Linked DNA regions of Macaca mulatta: region 1 is linked to region 2. The links are chromatin contacts, called in public Hi-C maps. All regions are on one chromosome and are shown on one strand. Each heading gives the region's core, a stretch centred on a gene start, on an enhancer-like site or on the middle of the called end of the contact. The rest is flanking DNA. Distances are from core to core; before and after follow the strand shown.

The links. A called contact is a pair of places that touch in the nucleus more often than the background predicts.
Region 1: a Hi-C map of fetal cortical plate shows a contact between it and region 2, with 2.0 times the contacts expected there. The contact joins two enhancer-like sites. A contact is called at or near these places in 2 of 14 Hi-C or Micro-C datasets (blood and fetal cortical plate).

The regions. Positions count from the first base shown.
Region 1 is chr3:152,019,062-152,022,544 of T2T-MMU8v2.0, forward strand. No RefSeq gene overlaps it. Among named protein-coding and RNA genes, the nearest start is that of IFRD1, 40 kb to the right of the region's middle. Within about 2 kb of position 1,715, at least 1 of the 40 cell types and tissues checked has an H3K27ac peak or open chromatin away from gene starts, as enhancers often do. A contact at or near this core is called in fetal cortical plate, where this site is marked.
Region 2 is chr3:151,355,379-151,359,120 of T2T-MMU8v2.0, forward strand. It overlaps DOCK4 (dedicator of cytokinesis 4), which reads right to left. Exons shown (of 51, transcript XM_077997203.1): 44 at 1,422-1,541; 45 at 949-1,070; 46 at 556-622. Among named protein-coding and RNA genes, the nearest start is that of IMMP2L, 180 kb to the left of the region's middle. Within about 2 kb of position 1,408, at least 4 of the 40 cell types and tissues checked have an H3K27ac peak or open chromatin away from gene starts, as enhancers often do. A contact at or near this core is called in fetal cortical plate, where this site is marked.

The DNA.
Region 1 (3,483 bases), core at 465-2,964, 660 kb after region 2:
TTCCTCTGGCAGCTCCATACAGTCCCTCGGTTCATACCCTTTTGGGTGAGAATTAGGTAACAATCTCTGTGTTCTTCAAACTCTGGGGACATGTGACAAGTTTCTTACTTTGGTCTCATGGCAGTCCCTTCACCAGCCTCCTTTTCCCCCTAAAACATTTCATTGTAGGCTGACAGCTCCTTCAGTAAAGTCTTCTTTGATCCATTTCCTTTATAGTGTTTCTTCATTGAACTATACTCTTAATATTTTTATACTTTTCTGTATGTATGCTAGACATCAATAAAAAAGCTTGTTTAAGCATTTTCAAATTAATCTTGTATTGAGAGTTACCCTTACCTTAGCTTTAAATTGCTTTGCTATAATCTTTGACAAGTTTAGGAACACACGTATGTGAAGGGAGCTCCTTTACCTACATGAGGACCTAACTTGGAGTTCTTTCAACGCAGTAATAAGCACATAGTTAAATGACTTGGGGGGCTTATTTGCAATCACTATTAACTAAAATAATGAGGCAACTTCTGTGTATCCTGGAGAACCTAACAGGGCAGTTAGAGGTTTTCAAGGGCTCCAGGCTACATGTGAAAAAAAAGCCAGTCACCAAGAGTCCTGTAATTTGACATGAGAATAATGAGTATTTGGTTTAGTTTTTTAACTTTAGACTTTTTGAACTAGTTTTTAAAAACAGACATATATGAACTCTGTTTGAAATCAAAATGATGAGTCATCTGAACTGAAGAGTAAGCTAAGTGACTGAAGAGCACTTTATCATCTCAAATGGAAATATTTGGGGACCCTTTTTCTTAAATACTAAAGATAGTGAAAAATGCCTTAGTGTTTTTGTATTTTACTTCTCAGTAATCGCTGCCTCAGAGATTGTGTCTGTGATAGAAGTAAAAACTTGTCTTTGGGAAGATGATTGTGTATTTCTTGGTATCCTGCTGGTGCCTTAGCAATTGTTCTGTAAACCCAGCAGCGTTGTCCCCCCACCCCCCAACTATTCTGGGTACCAATGGTAATACGTATGCATTGATTGAAAACTCCTACCATCACCTGGAGAAGCTCTTTTATCTCACTGGATGGCCTTGAAAGTCAAGCCACATCCTTGTTGTCTTCTCTGGGTATTTTCTTTTTAAAGTGGGAAGGATGGATCTGGAAGGTGACCTTCTGATGCAGCTCTTCACAGTTTAACATGAGGCATAACAGCTGTGTCCTGTGAAATAAGCAACTTCTCCAAACAAGCAACAGTTCTTATTCATCATTCAGATTTTCACAGGGAGGTAAAAATCACCACTTAAAGTTAGCAATGGGTTAACCAAATTTGCAGACCACTCATTTTAGCTTATTGTATAACTGTGCGATCCAGAAGGTGGAAAGACACAGTCTAATGGCTTGTAGAGGAGATTATAAGAATTAGCTCATAGGTTAAAGATTTTCTGATGAGTTACAAAATGGATTTCACTCACAGGGGCAAATCTCTCTCATAATCCTTGAGGCATTGTACAAAAAAAAAAAAAAAAGCACAGTTACTTTATGCAATAGTTTTGACATTTTATCAGCATGCAATTAAAATTCCTTTGTCTAAAGTTCTGGTTCTAAATTCTTGAACAGATAGAAGCCCAGAATGAACTGTGTTATGCACTTTAGAAAGAAGAAATTAATTTGACAACTCATAGAGTTTCGTCCTGGGAGGGACCGAGTAGTGCGGTGCTGCACTCTATGGGCTGCTGCAGAAACATACAGGATGCATTTTGTCTGTCTGCCAAGAAAATCTTCCCGAGGAAATATCTTCAATCAATTCTCCGGAATAATCTGGCAGCCTACTCAACATAGATTCTTCTTTCAACAGAAGGAAAATACATATACAATAAATGAAGCAATAGAGGGGAAAAGTAGAAATTAAATTATGTTAAAACTCCTCTGGTGGGTGCTGTAGACTGAAAGTTTATGTCTCCTGCAAAATTCATATCTTGAAGCCCTAACCCCCAATGTGATGGTATTAGTGGGTGGGGCCCTTGGGAAGTAATGAGGGTGAAGCCTCATGAATGGGATTAGTGCCTTTATAAGAGGAAGAAGAGACCAGGGCCTTCTTTCTCTCTTCACTATGAGGATGCCGCAAGAAGGCGGCCATCTGTAAGGCCAAAAGAGGGCCCTCACCAGAACCCAAGCAGCTGGCACCTTGATCTTGGACTTCTCAGCTTCCAGAACTGTGAGAAATAAATGTTTGTTGTTTAAGTCACCCAGTCTATGGCATATTGTTATAGTAGCCCCAATTGACTAAGACAAAGGTGTTTAAGTGAAGTGAAGAAGAAGTGAAGCGAGAAAAAGGAAAACAACAGGAAAAGCAAGTTGGTGTTGCTCACACATTCAAAAACCAACTTGGATTTGTTCAAGTAGAAAAATCCAGGCAATCATAGACAAATGCCCTAACTTGGAGTTTGGGTGTGTATTGCAATGGCATGGATATAAAAAGGAAAGCACAATGGTGTGTTTCCCCCATTGACTTCTCTGGTTTCCCATAAGGAAAAAGAGCTTTACAAGCCAGTGTTTGCTCTTCATTAGAACACAAAATGACACAAACAATGGTTCTGTGTGACTAGACTGGTAGACTGGCAGCACTTGAAAGCCTGAATGCCAGAGGTTCTTTTGGGATGTGGCATTAATGTGCACTTTAATCTTCTAGGACTTCATCAAAGCAGGGAAATGTGCAAAATAGGAGAGAAAACATTTAAATGTTAAAAAGACATCAATTTATTCAATTTATTTAGATATATACTGACAGTATGGTTTTTAGATATTATCATTGGTACATACATTAGAATTGGCTTTTTCCCCTCCATTTGGGAGTTTTGCTGATATGGTCTTACTTTTTTTCTCAGATTTCATGTGATCAAGAGTATGCCATGGCTGGTTAGATGGGACTGTGATGGATGTCTGATTTTAACAAAATTTGGTCTAAACGAGACTCATGTCCTTGACCTTGGCCTTATTACCTCCATTCTCTACTAAAGTCATTATAAATTACTCTTAAATGCTAATTTTCTCTCAGTTCCAAAGATTCCTAGACTATAGAAAAGTACTGAAGAAAGGGTCTTAGCAATGTGCTTGCTTGATTCCCTAATTTTAGTGTTGAAAATCATGTGTCCTGGATTATAATTTATGGCTTCCCCCAACTCAACTATTTCACATTGAGTCTTATTCTCTGGATCTTGTTCACTGAAAATCATTAGGCTCTTCCCTCCTGTAATCACAGCAGTGAGTTGGTAATGAATCAATTACCAGCCCATGAATTCCTATCTCATAAAAGATCAGAAAAAGCACTGGAGAAATCTATGAAACCTGGTGTGCAAAGAATGCCAGCTATCTCAGGTTAGTTGACTTCAATTCAATGAGACAAAAATAGCATTGATGATCTACTTCACCAACAGCTGTTTCTTTTTTTTTTTTTTTTTTTTTTTTGAGACGGAGTCTCGCTCTGTCGCCCAG
Region 2 (3,742 bases), core at 158-2,657:
GCCGGGCGTGGTGGTGCACACCTGTAATCCCAGCTACTCATGAGGCTGAGGCAGGAGAACTGCCTGAGCCCAGGAGGCAGAGGTTGCAGCGAGCCAAGATCGCACCACTGCACTCCAGCCTGGGCGACAGAGTCAGACCCGTAAAAAAAATAAATAAATAAATAAAAAGGCAAGCTAAGAGGCAGCTAGTGAGTGGCGACACACTCTGAGAGTCCCGGACTGCAGAAGGAACTTGGGGCAGGTCTCAGAGCTGAACCCTGTGCAGCGTGCCTGGGCTTTTCCATCGCTTGCTGATGTCGTCTTAGAGCGATGGGGCAGTTTTAAGAGAAACGTCTTTGTAGACTCTAGAGACCCATAAAGCAAGAAGAGTGTTTAAAGGTTTGTCCTTAAGCCAAGTTCTTGCTTGTTGGCCTGTTCATCAGCGCAGCAGAATGAACAGAAACACTCATGACTGAGACAGAAAAGGAATAAACACAACCAGACAAAAAGCTAATTAAGTACCTGCATGTTAAAGACTTCATCAGAGCTTTCTGATTGCCCTGTAATATTGCTTACTTCAGCAGAAGCTTGTGAGGACAGTGAGGAGGAAGAATATCGGTTGACAGCTGGGTAACTTAATGGGCTGTTTCGGGGGAAAAAAAAGGACATTAACTCAGTCTCCAAATTGTACTTTACCATGTGCTAGAATGCTATGAAACCAAAGGGGGGGGGGAATATATCCCATTTTGTTTTCTCCTGTTTGCCTCAATATAATCAAATGTTTGAGTTTATTTATTTCTCACGCTGTTGCTGTTTCACCAGTGGCAGATGTCTGCAGCTGCCTCGTGGGTTAGTTATTTCATTAAGAAATAGCATATTTGACAAATTGTGCCATAAAGAATGAGAGAACCACTCCAGATCATCTTGTGGGTGAGGCCAAATTGTAAGATAATTTGGAATATGACTTACCTGCGTCTAGGAATTACCCTGGTACCATCTGGGCTCACAGAGGCAGGTGCTGAGTTTCTACACACACGAGGGCTTCCATTAGGAAAATGGACAGGACTGGCTTGCATACAAGCAGAGAACTCCTAAAGATGTAGTGAAGGAAATATCTCATTACAGTAATGATATGGGCAAAATTACTGATGAGATAGGTTAGCATACTAGACACACATCCTAATTGTCATCAAATCTTTACATAGGGAGCTATTAAAGCAAGTTCCAGAATTATTTGGCTTTTCCTCGCTTATATTTGTGTTTTCCCAAAAGGAAAGCCTCGCAAATAGCAGACAAGGCAATTGTATTTGAGGGCTCCCTGGTAAAACAGTGCAGTTTGGTAGAAAAACCAAAAGATGTCACTATTGGATATGTCATCATCCCTTTAACAAGCAAACGGCAGTGGTCAGGCTGCCCCGCCATGGACACCTAAGTGTACATACCTGTATCCCTAAGCTCGACTTCATCACGAAGAATTGGTCGACCAGCTTTTTGTGAAGGGGTCTCATATCTTGAGGTACAAACTTCTCATGCACGGCCAAACCAAATTCCAGAATCTGTGCCTTAATTAACAATATAAGGAAAAAACCTCACATCAATGACTACCTCTCACTAAGTGCCTGCTATGGGCCAAACACTTTACTATGCATTTGGCTTACATTACTGCTAATCCTCTGCCTCTGACAAGGTAGGAACAGTTGTCACTTTACAGGTGAAGAAAAACTGAGGATCTGAAAAATCCTTCATGGATAAAAGACAAATGGGGATTAGAACTTGGTTCTGATTTCAGATTAATTTTCCTACTCCCCCAGGCTTCTTTCCCACGTATTTTAGATCTATAATTACAATGCTTCGTAACAGTTACGTGTCTTTTGGACACTTCCTTCTCTTCCCAGGGTGGAGAAGGAATAGGGGTGGGCACTGCTCCCTGTTAAGAGGGCCGGCAATTCTCCCCTAAGGATCTCTTCTTTGCATGGCATCCTCTCCCCCACATTTTCCTTCTCTCTCCCATTGGGTTCCTCTGTGCTCATCCATCCCTCCCACAGACTTTCAGAATCTGCCAGGGAGGATGGGAAAAATGAAAAGGAATTCTATGACAGTTTCTATGCTTCTTGTTTTTGTTTAAAAAGATTATTCCTGGCCAGGCGCGTGGCTCACCCCTGTAATCCCAGCACTTTGGGAGGCCAAGACGGGCTGATCACAAGGTCAGGAGTTCAAGACCAGCCTGGCTGACACAGTGAAACCCTGTCTCTACTAAAAATACAAAAATTAGCCAGGTGTGGTGGCACGTGCCTGTAGTCCCAACTACTCGGTTGGTTGAGGTAGGAGAATTGCTTGAATCCGGGAGGTGGAGGTTGTAGTGAGCCAAGATCACGCCACTGCACTCCAGCCTAGGTGACAGAGCTAGACTCTGTCTCAAAAACAAAAAACAAAACAAAAAACCAAAAAAAAATTATTCATTTTCACTTATAATTCAACAAGACAGCAGGTCCTACTTAAAAAACTTTCCTGCTGTGAGGATCCGAAGAGATGAAGGTAAACATTCAACCTTTCTTTGTTCAACCATCAATAGCGTGTGATTCCTTTGATTTGAGCAGCAGCTGTCTTTTGTATTTAAAAAATGACCCCCATGCTAACATGGTCAAAAGGACAAATTTCACAGACTGGGAGGAAAATGAATCCTACATCACTACAAGGTTTTGTTGTTATTGTTGCTGTTTTTAATCTTTGCAGCTTGTGAAGATTTTAGGTTGAAAGCTCAGGTCAAACAGGACTGACCCTGGCGGGCTGGGGCATCCAGCACCTTCCCTAAGGGACAGGGCTCTGGATGCTGCCCACTGCCTGCACATTTGCATAACAAATATCAAGGATGCCTTTGAAAGGCACAGTTGGAGTGAAGTGTGTCTGAGGCATAAAGGGAGAGGCCACATCTGTGATGAGGACATGGAAGGAACGTAGGAGGTGAATCTAAACATAGGGGCCCCCGTCTTCTCCATTTTAAACACTAGCGTTAGGTGACTTCCCTTTTGTTCACAGATTGTTGCAAGTTGCAAGTGTGCTGGGAAGCAGACTCCAGCATGGAGATCATAATGTTTATAAGGGTGTACCTTGGGATTGACTGATGCCTGTCAGGGGGAGGGACAGAAGCCGGACTTGACAAGAAAAGAAGCTGGGCTGCACAGCAGTCCTGTCAGCTGCTGCCAAACCCAAGGGACCTCTGGAACGTTTTTAAACATTTATTTGTATTTTAATCTTTTTAGAGACAGAGTCTCTCTCTGCTTCCCAGGAAGGAATGCAGTGGTGTGATCATAGCTCGCTGCAACCTCGAACTCCTAGGCTAAGATGATCCTCCCACCTCAGCCTCCCAAGTAGCTGGGCCTACAGACATGCACCACCACACCCAGCTAGTTTTTAGGTTTTTGTAGAGATGGGGTCTTGCTATGTTGCCCAGGCTAGTCTTGAATTCCTGGTGTCAGATGATCCTCCTACCTCAACCTCTGGACCTTTAATGGTCTGTTTGAGTTGTCCTGTGTTGGGCCCAAATGGCCAGGCTTTCTATTGCTTCCTCAGTCTGGGAAGTGCACCACTGAGAAGGTAGCAACCTTGGGCCAAGTGGCTCTCTGCAGCCAAGGCAATCCCTGAAGGGCCTGACAGCTGGAGATGTCTGTCGATAGCCACATTTCCTGCAGCTAAGGCAGCGTAAGGCTGTCCTGGAAGAAGCATTGGGGTGGTGCATGTCCCTGTCCTCTAGAGAGTTGATCTG